Linked DNA regions of Mus musculus: region 1 is linked to region 2. Evidence: chromatin contacts called from public HiChIP or PLAC-seq data. All regions are on one chromosome and are shown on one strand. The core of a region is the stretch at or near the end of the contact, and the rest is flanking DNA. Distances in the headings are between cores, read along the strand shown. Region 1 has its middle 34 kb from the start of Tas1r2. Region 2 has its middle 66 kb from the start of Iffo2.

Region 1 (5,145 bases), core at 2,409-4,908, 180 kb after region 2:
TGTGCCAGCCAGTCCTCGCCCACAGGGAGGGTGGTACTCAGCCTGAGAACGTGAAGCAGAATTAGAATTTGAGGGATGTGTTTTGAGTGAAATCCCATGATCTCTTTACCTAGTCAGCGCTGGACTTGAAACCTCAGTTTCCCCAGTTATGAACCCTGAAGGGAGGAGCTCTTCCCAGGTTGCTCTAAAGACGAAACCTATTAGAGGCCACAGGGCAGGGATGTTCCTGCAACTCCCACTGGTTCTCAGGGTCATGCCTTGGCCTCTGGGGTCCTTCAGAAATGGATCCCATTGGACCCCATGTGTTCTCTGAAGGGCAGTCCCAGAAGCTGACAGCAGATGGCGATGTTGGTCTCATTCTTGGGCCTCTCAGGTTCCCTTCTCCAGGGACTGGAGAGCTGGGACAGATGGACAGGCAGACAGACACTCGATATGCACACAAAACATGGAGACACATGGAAGAGCACAAAGCTGTTTTATATTAAAGTGTCATGCAAATGTGCAGCCTAGTTAGGTTCTAGTACCTCATGTGTTTTTACATGTCATGGGTGTCATGGCCTCTGTCAAACTTGACATGTGTGTGAGACAGAAAGCAAGAGCAGAGATGAGCACAGGGCAGCTGTGTTGGTTTGGGCACATGGGTGCCTGAGTCTGTGCCTGTGTGCATAGGAGGCTGCGGGATTGTGAGGGGATGGGTGTGTAAGGACTCTTGTGCCTCAGCCGTGTGTGGAGAGATATGTGGATGGATGCCTGTGTGTGCACATGCATGCAGCTTATGTGTGTGCATATATTTATGTTTATATTTGTGTTTCCTGTGTGTTTGTGTGCATGTACACGTGTGCGTTTATCACAACCCTTTCTTAGAGAATGACGGGAATCAAGACCAAGGGACTGAATAGGAGACTCAGCTGCTCTTGCAGAGGGCTGGGTCCAATTCTAGCGTCCACAACTGTCTGCATCTCCAGTCCAGGGGATCAAGTGACCTCTCCTGGCCTCCACAGGCTCTTACATATACATACATACATACATACATACATACAAGCAAAACAATACACACATACACAGAATGAAAATAACAGGATTTTTTAAAATCCCAAGAGGTGTAAACAACAAGGTGGCTTGAAGAACAGGGCAGTGTGAAAGTCAGGTTTGAGCTGCCATTGACCTCTGTGTAAGAGAATGGCCACTTCAGGCTGACCCAGGACCTAGATACCCCATCCAGGTTGGGCACTCACTAGAGTCTTCCAAAACCAGCAGGGGGCCGCTCTGTCACTATTGCTATGGGTGACACTAGTGCATCTGCGTGCTGTGTGTACCTAACACCCTTGGTACACAGATAGGGAAACTGAGGTTCTGTGTGGAGAGGAACTTGCTGGTGTCATAGGGACCAGAGCGTTAGTGTCCGGGGTGGAAGTCCCCACCATGAGACCCACCCTTGTCCAAGCCAGTGGAGGAACAGTGCTGAGTGAGGGTCAGCCTACCCAAGACCAGGTGAGCAGTGGCTGGCGTGTGTGAGACAGGGTGACGGAGGGAAAGTGACTCGGGTCTGAGGGCTGGTGTTAGTGCTGAGGCCTGTGGGGTGAGGTGGGACATAGTTATGGGGAGAGCACCTTCCTGCCAGAGAGAGCCATGAGTGGGAGGTAGGTGTTGGCCAAGCAAGGGCCAGGCCCTCCTCAAGGGATTTGACCTTAGGATAGCAGGTAGTGTGAGTTGTATGTGTGTGTGGTATATGTATGTGTTGTGTGTGGTGTGTGCATGGTATGTTGGGTGTATGTTTTACAAGTATGTGTTTTGTGTGTGTGTGTTGTATGTGTGTGTGTTGTGTGTATAGTATGTGTGTGTTGTGTGTGTGTGTGTTTTGTGTGTTGTATGTGTATTGTATGTGTGTGCTGTGCTGTATGTGTGTGTTGTGTTTGTGAAGTATATGTGTGTTGTATGTATGTGTTGTGTTGTATGTGTGTGTGTTGTGTTGTATGCATGGTATATGTGTGTGTGGTATGTTGCGTGTGTTCTGTATGTATACATGTGTGTTGTTGTGTATGTGTGTATATTGTATGTATGTGTGTTGTGTTGAGTGGTGTGTGTGTGTGAGTATGAGTGTGTGTGCTGCCTGGGGTGAGAAACATCAGCAGAAATGGTCCATATCTGATTTGAGCCTGAACGATCCTAAGATGCAAGCCCAGCTTGGTGGCACATGCCTCTCAGCCTGCCAGTCAGGAGGCTAAGGCGGGAGGGTCCTGAGTTCAAGCTCAGCACCCGCACAGAGGGAGATGCTATCTCAGAAAAGGAAGCAAACAAACAAAGGGCCTGGATGTAGTTACGAGAATATTCGGGGGTGGGGAGAGGGTCTGGTGGTTCTGCGGATGATGTCCAGCGTGTAGCAGGCATTATGAAAAGCAGCATAGTTTTTAGCCTAGACAGCTTGGCCACGTAGAGAAGAGAGTTTGTACTGAGTCCCTGTACAAGGCCCCTCGGGCCTGTCCCTTCTGTGTATTCCTGCCCCCAGTCTCCTTTGCCACTGCAGTGCTTGGCAGGGCTTGTCTCAAGTATAGAACCTCTGTCCAGGCTAAAGGCTGAAAGCCCAGGTCTCCTCTTATAAACTAGATGACATCAATCAAAATGTGTTTCTGAACACCTTCATTTCCCTCTCTGTGACACAGGAGAAGGCTGCTTCTCAGAGCCTGACAGGCGATGGGGCGGTAGTGGGGACTCGTGGGATGTGCACAGCCCAGGACAGGCCATCAGGGCTGTGTGCACTGACCATTGGGCTGCACTGACCCTGCGCAGACCCTTGCCTTTCTGAACTGTGGTGTCTCCTGGCCTAGAGTCCCCAGGGTGGTGCGAGCTCATGGGATATGAGAAGTGCCTGAAGAGGGCGGGTAGAATGTCTTCCCACCTGCTCCACAGAGAAGTGGCTTCAGTGGACAGCGACAAGGCAGGGAGGGTGCCAGGGTTAGCACAAGGCTACCTACTCCAACACCACATCTTTTCTTCTCCAGCTCCCTCTTTCCAAGCTGCTTTAGAAACTTCCCAGCATTCCTTGTTGTCTCCTCTGCACATTAGAATGTGAATTGAAGCAACCTTGCATTTCTGGTGTATCTTCCCTGCCCTCCCCCACCCCACCTCCTATGCCCTCCTGTCCTCTGAGGGACACATGGACAAGACCAGGAACACCCAGGGCTGTTGCAATGTTGTGATGAAGGGGGCCTGTCACTTACAGTGTGTGGTGATAGCCTTGCGGCGGCAGTGGCCACTGCTGTGGGTAATATAGGTTCAGGAGACAGCAGGGCCTTTGGTGCTTTCTTTGCTGCAGGAAGAGTTGACTGTGACAAGGACCATTGATGACATGCGTTGACAGAGTTTAGGGATTCCATCTGTCAGGCCACGCCCAGCTGCCCGCCACTGTGGGCTTTTTTTCTTCTTCCATTTCTTCCCTCTCCCCAACCCTCTGTCTTTCTTCCTTCCTTCCTTGGGGGGGGGGGTCTCATGCATCCCAGGCTAGCCCCAAACTTACCATGACCTTGAACTTGTGATCTCCTTGCCTCTGCCTCCCTCTGGAGTGTTGTGAGTATGCACGTCAGCCACCCCATGCAGTGCTGGGGGCAGGACCCAGGGCCCCGTGAATGCATGCCGGACAAGCGCTCTACCAACCACACTAGGGAAATAGATGCCCAACTCTCAGCCTCTGCTTTGAGTCACCAAATATTTGAGCAAATACGGGTCTAAAAGGAACTGTGAATAAAGAATTCACACACAGAGAGTTAAACAAAGAGGCCTGTGGTCAGGCGTGGTCTGTATTTAACCAAGAACAATGTCATGAGCCTGTGGAGGGAGGCACGAAGGGCCGAGTACTCAGAAAGGTGCCAAGGGTGGGTGGGGGCCTCTGGGTGATTCTGTTCCCAATCAGGATCAGTGGGCTCAGCGTGGACGTCCTAAGATATGACCTGGCTTCACAAGATAAATCTGTCTTAGGTCTCAGTTCCTGGTCTAACCTCAGCTCACCGGACTTTCTGTATGTCCCTGGACTGGCTCCACCCCAAGAAACACCCAAGGCCTCCCCCCCCCCGCCCCTCCCGGCCTCTAAGCCTTTTGATTCCTTCCTGCTGTTTAGGTGAGTCCAGAGAGTAATTCTGGACAGTCCATAGCAAGTAGGTGGAAGCCTCTCAGAGGGCACCTGGGAGGTAGGAGGCTGGCATGTGTCACCGAGGGATGAGGTATATTTCAGGACATTTCCTGATTACCTGCTCTCCTTTCCACCTTCCTGTTTGCACCTGCCTCCCACCTGGGCCTGTTACAGTGCACCTGCCTCCCACCTGGGCCTGTTACAGTGCACCTGCTTCCCACCTGGGCCTGTTACAGTACACCTGCCTCCCACCTGGGCCTGTTACAGTGCACCTGCCTCCCACCTGAGCCTTTTACACTGCACCTGCCTGCCACCTGGGCCTTTTACACTGCACCTGCCTCCCACCTGGGCCTGTTACACTGCACCTGCCTCCCATCTGGGCCTGTTACAGTGCACCTGCCTCCCACCTGAGCCTTTTACACTGCACCTGCCTGCCACCTGGGCCTGTTACAGTGCACCTGCCTCCCACCTGGGCCTGTTACACTGCACCTGCCTGCCACCTGGGCCTGTTACAGTGCACCTGCCTCCCACCTGGGCCTGTTACAGTGCTCCTGCCTCACACCTGGGCCCACATCATGGCTGGCTGAGGGCATGGAGCTCCAACAAGACATATCCACTTTGCAGCCTCTGCACCAGTGCTTCCCATTCTGATATCCATGTGCAGAAAGTGGGTGGCGAACAGAGAGGGAACTGCCTTCTCCAAAGTCACACAGCTACCGGAGGCAGAGAGACAGTTCTGGAAAGACAAGGAAGGAAGTTTGCTATGTGACCCCAACCATAACTGGGGTTGACCTTAATGGAGTAGCCACAAACTGAGCAGCTGGGGGCAGGGAAATGGGGAGAAAATGAGCCATTGTAAGCAGACACACCAGTGACTTTAAGCCTGTTCACTTCGCAGCCAGAAGTCCTGGGTTTGAATCCCAGCCATGCCGCATGGTAGTTGTGTGACCTTGGGCTACCTGTTCACCCTCACTGAGCCTCAGCTTCCTGTCTGCAGAATGGAGTTGATGACGGAGGATTTA
Region 2 (4,926 bases), core at 2,230-4,729:
TGGGCCAGTGATTAAGAGTAATCTTTAACCTTGCAGAGGACCTGGGTTTGATTGTTAGCACTCATGTGGTAACTCACAACTGTCTGTAACGTCAGTTACAGAGGATCTGACGCCCTCTTCTGGCCACTGTGGGCTTTGCAAATACATGGTGCACAGATATGCTAGGGAATGGCTCAGTCGGTCAAGTGCTTAGAACCTCAGTGCTGAGCAGGCAGAGACAGACAGATCACGGAGCTCATGGGCCAGACAGTCTACCCTATTTGTTGAGTTCCAAGCCAATGGAGACTCTGGCTCAAAAGACAAAGTGTCTGAGGAATGACACTCAAGGTTGACTTCTGACCTCCGCACACAGGCGCACGCGCACACACAGACACACATGTATGAATCCAACCATAGACCATGAGCAAAGAGTATTTAGAAATGAAGCCAGGTGTGACAGCATGTACCTGTAATCCCTAGCACTCCAGAGAGAGGCAGAGGGAGGAAGGATGCTGAGTTCAAAGCCAGTCTTGAGACTGTCTCAGAAAAGATAGAGGTCCAAAACCAAAAGTGAGTGTAGTTTCTAGCAAGTCCATATGCAGCACACACCCGTTGACATGGTTGTGGTGGCGCTACGGAGCTCACTGTATTGGCTGGATCTTATCTTCCCTTCTTGCTGGTCCTGCCATTTTTTTTAACACTCCTCCAGAAACCTCCTCCAGGAAGTCCTCCATGAAACGATCATGAGAATTGGTGACTTCCTGATCCTGGCCTCCAGCTTTGCGTATAGCTCAGGAAATAAAGGAAAAGGTTGAACTGACAACATCCTGTCTCCACCTCCACCCTAACCTCTCAGCATCCTCTGGTAGGGTGCACACCTCCTTCCTTGGAACAGGTGCCTTCTTAGAAATCACCGCCCAAGGTCAAGTCAGTTCCCATCATCCTGCCCCAGAATCTCAGCGAGCGAGCAGACAGATCAGGTTCATCGGGTCGTTCTCTGCATTGGCTGGGCGGTTCTCAATCTGGCACAGCGAAAGGGACCCTCCTTATCTTCTACAGTTCCAGAGAATGTGATTTCAAAAGCACAGGGGCATTGTCAGGTGTAGGCTGGACCGCCTCAGACCAAGCACATGTGTGTACTCAGTCACTCACATGATTAGTCACCAGCCACAGCTGCAGCCTCTGAGGTGGGGGTGGCAGGGTGAGCAAATGTGGACCGTGTCCCATGTCAGCAAAGAGAGCCACCACCACAGCTCATAGGGTGCAAGGAGCAGTAGATATACCCGTGTCCCCATTCTACAGGTGAGCAAACAGAGGTGCAACCCGCCTCAGCCCCTCACCCACACGGCACTCCGTCGTATTTTGAAGATATATTTTATGTCTATGAATGTATGCACATATATGAATGTGCATAGTGTTTATGCCTGCTGTCCACAGAGGTCCCAAGAGGGGCATTGGGTGCTCCAGAACTAGATGGCTGTGAGCTGCCACTCTGTCATAGCGACAGGTGCGCTTTCCCACTGAGCTGGCTCTCCAGCCCTAACTCAGCCCTTCCCTCTTAAAGGTCTGCGCTGTTGACTGTCCGCATATCTGCTTCTAGGGACTGCCGGGGCCCATCCACTACCCGCTTATTTACTGTGTGGGTAGGTAGGTATGCAGATGCCACAGCACACACGTGGGGGTCATAGGATATCTTTGAGGACTAAGTTCTCTCCTTTCACCCTGTGCATTCTGGGATCAAACTCAGGTTGTCAGACTTGCCAGTGATGGCCTTTATCTGCTGAGCCATCTGTGGACCCAGTGTCCTGTCTTGTCCTTCCTTCCTTCTTTCCTTCCTCCCTTCCTTCCTCTTCTTTTCCTTTTCCTTCTCTCCCCTTCCCTTCCCCCTTCCTCCTCCTCCTTAAAAAGATACGGTCTCTCTATGTAGCCCTGGCTGTCCTGGAACACTCTAAGTAGATCAGGCTAGCCTTGAACTCAGAGTTCTGTCTGTCTCTGCCCCCTAAGGTGAGCGGAACCATGCCTAGCCATCAGACCCAACATCTTGTTGTTGCTTTTGTTGTTGAAACATGATCGTATCTAAAGTCAAATTTAATCTACAGCTAAGCATGACTGAATTTCTAATCCTCCTGCCTCCACTTTCTGTACCACCAGCCTGGTTTTTTCAGTGCTGAGGCTCAAACCCCCGGGGCGTCCTGCATACTAGACAAACACTCTACCCACTGAGCTATACTGCCAGCCTTTCCCTGTTTTTTTTTTTTTTTTTTTTTTGAGACAAATTTACGCTCTTGCAAGTGTGCACCACAGCACTTGGCTGCTGGTCTCGAGTCTCCGCGACTTTTGTTCAGTCCCTTGAGATAAGGACAGACTTGAGCTCACTCTCTTCCTGCCTTAGGTGTCTAAATACAGACTTACAGATGCACGTTCCCTCGCCCAGCCACAGTAGACGATTCAAGATTACAGAAGTCAAGCCTGATGAGGCAGCCGTCATCCTGGCACTCGGTAGTTGGAGCAGGAGGGTCAGAAGTTCAAAGCCATCTGCTTTATAGAGTGCCAGGCCTGCCCGGACTACACGAGACCCTGTCTCAAAAACAAACAAGAGCTGGGGAGAGGGCCCAGGGGTAAGAGCGTGTTTTGGTGCGTGAGGATCTGAGGTTGGATTCCCCAGCACCCGCATTAAAGACCGGGCATGGCTGTATGTGTACCTGTAACTCCGGTCCTCTGTGGAATAGAGACAGGAGGATTGCTGGGGTTTGCTGGCCACCAGCCTAGCTCCAGGGCCACTGAGATGCCCTGTCTTAAAGGAATATGGCAGGATGAGAATTTTAAATAGGACACCCTATATTCTGTATTCTCTTCTGAATATGTACACCTGAGCACACATGTGCACGCATGCACATACACAATACTGCAAACCCCACTATCTCTCACATACTGTACAAAGCTGTCCAAGCAGGCAACTGTAGCTAGGTCCCTGCCCAGGCTCTGAGGAAGCCTTGAGGTAAACTCCCCTGGCTTTCTGGTAACTCCCCAGAGAGATGGAACACTTGACCTTGGGCCCACTGCTCCTGAGGGACCCGCTTCCTAGACGACCGTCCCTGTCTCCTGTCACTCTTGTCTGGGTCATCTTGAAGCCCTCTCAGGAGGAGTAGGACCTGCCTTGAGGGGCTCTGCATGGCTTTGGATGGGGCTAGAGTTTATATACTCCAGTCTTCACTTGGCCTCCAAAATCACCCTGCAAACTGGTCAAGAGTGCTGGCTTTTGGACTCAGTGACCCAGAGGTAGACCAGCAGGCCTTGGGCAGGGGCTTTCCAGGTGATGGCTTTGGGGCCACCCATCCTGCTCCCCTAATCCTACCCTGGCTCCCTGCCACCAACCCTGGGCCTGGTACTGTGGGCAGAGGTTTGTGGCAACTACTGCGGGCCAGGTGGCCTCACTCCTCAGGTATGCAATTAGCAGCCCCAGAACAATGCCTGGGTTTTAATGGCTGCCCTTTGAGCCCAGTAATTTGTTGCCTCTTTCACTGGAACAACAGTGGGCCTTGGCAGCAGGGGGAGGTGCTCTTTCCTGCCCTCTGGCCTGCCAAGCACCTGCTGGCAGTTGAGGAGCCATGGGAGAGCAGGGGAAGCCCCCATGGTGTCTGGGGCGGGGGTGGGGGAGTGGTTGCCAGTAGAAGCCCCTAAAGGGTCTAGAATGTGGCTAGGTGCGGGGTGGGGGTGGGGCGGCGGATATAGTGGTATTTGGGGTAAATGCCATCCCTACGTATGTAGGATTCCATCTACTGGAGACCAGTAAGTAGACAGACCATTGTCCTTGGTGACAATGGAGTGGTGAACAAGAAGAGCCCCATCTCAGTCAGGGGGAATGTTGGTCAGAGCTGGATCCCTGCAGGGTGGGTGGAGGTGGGCCAGGAGGCAGAGAGAGAGAGAGAGAGAGAGAGAGAGAGAGAGAGAGAGAGAGAGAGAGAGAGAGAGAGAGAGAGAGAGAGAGAGAGAGAGAGTTCTGTGGTGGGGGTGGAGTCAGCGAGTGCAGGAAGCCCTTTCCCACTGCAGGGTGAATATATCCCATATGAAGAGCCATGTGTAGTAGGCTAGAGTTTTCCAGAGGAGGCTGCAGTCCTGTCTGCCTTCTTTGTTCTTCTTGTAATACAGCCTCCATGTCCCTCCTAGCCACATCCCCTGCATTCAAACCTGGCCATAGCCTTATATACTTATATGCAACTTTGTGCGGGATACCCTATGGCCTTCAAGCTCAGATCATACAATTCTTCTCTGTCTGTCTGTCTGTCTGTCTGTCTGTCTGTCTCTCACTTATTTTTGCATTGCTGGGAATCAAGCCCGGGGTCTCTCTCACACATGTTTTCAACCACCGAGCCATGTCCCAGCTCTTGTGTTTGAGGAGGGTATGTGTGCATGTGTCCATGTGCACACATATGCAGGTCAGAGGACATGGGATGTCCTGCTCTGTCACTCTCCGCCATATTCTCTTGGGTCAGAGTTTCTCACAGAACTGAGAGCTTACTGTGTCAGCTAACTGGCTGCCCAGGAAGCCCTGCAATTCTCCTGCCTCCACCCACCACAGGTCTGGGTCACATGTGTGCTTTTTAGTTAGGTACTAGGGATCCAAATCCAAATCTCCTTAGCCCATGAAAGCCTCCCCATCTTGCTGGGACTGTCCTTCTTGGAACTTGACTGTGATGCTGTGAGGAAGCCCAGAGTCCTTCACAGAAGCTGTGGGGGCGGGGGGAGGGAGAGATGGAGACAGAAAGAGAGAGGGAGAGAGAGGGAGAGAGATGTTACATTCCAAGACCTACCGGCCCATGCAAGTTAAGACCCTACATGACTCCAGCTCCTAGCCTTTGAGTCACCCTCAAGTCTTCCTGTCAGAGTTCCTGATGTGCCCTGATCCCCCAAAGCCCAGGCTAAGTCCCACGAAGTGACTATTTTCTG

What was found. HiChIP or PLAC-seq counts read pairs in DNA pulled down with a chosen protein or histone mark.
Region 1: an HNF4G HiChIP or PLAC-seq map of pancreatic cancer cells shows a contact between it and region 2. The contact joins two enhancer-like sites. A contact is called at or near these places in 7 of 484 Hi-C or Micro-C datasets (embryonic stem cells and nephron progenitors) and 3 of 115 datasets of contacts at active chromatin or transcription factors (embryonic stem cells and pancreatic cancer cells).

Annotation. Positions count from the first base shown.
Region 1 is chr4:139,684,478-139,689,622 of GRCm38.p6, forward strand. No RefSeq gene overlaps it. Among named protein-coding and RNA genes, the nearest start is that of Tas1r2, 34 kb to the left of the region's middle. Within about 2 kb of position 3,659, at least 14 of the 459 cell types and tissues checked have an H3K27ac peak or open chromatin away from gene starts, as enhancers often do. A contact at or near this core is called in pancreatic cancer cells, where this site is marked.
Region 2 is chr4:139,505,797-139,510,722 of GRCm38.p6, forward strand. No RefSeq gene overlaps it. Among named protein-coding and RNA genes, the nearest start is that of Iffo2, 66 kb to the right of the region's middle. Within about 2 kb of position 3,480, at least 14 of the 459 cell types and tissues checked have an H3K27ac peak or open chromatin away from gene starts, as enhancers often do. A contact at or near this core is called in pancreatic cancer cells, where this site is marked.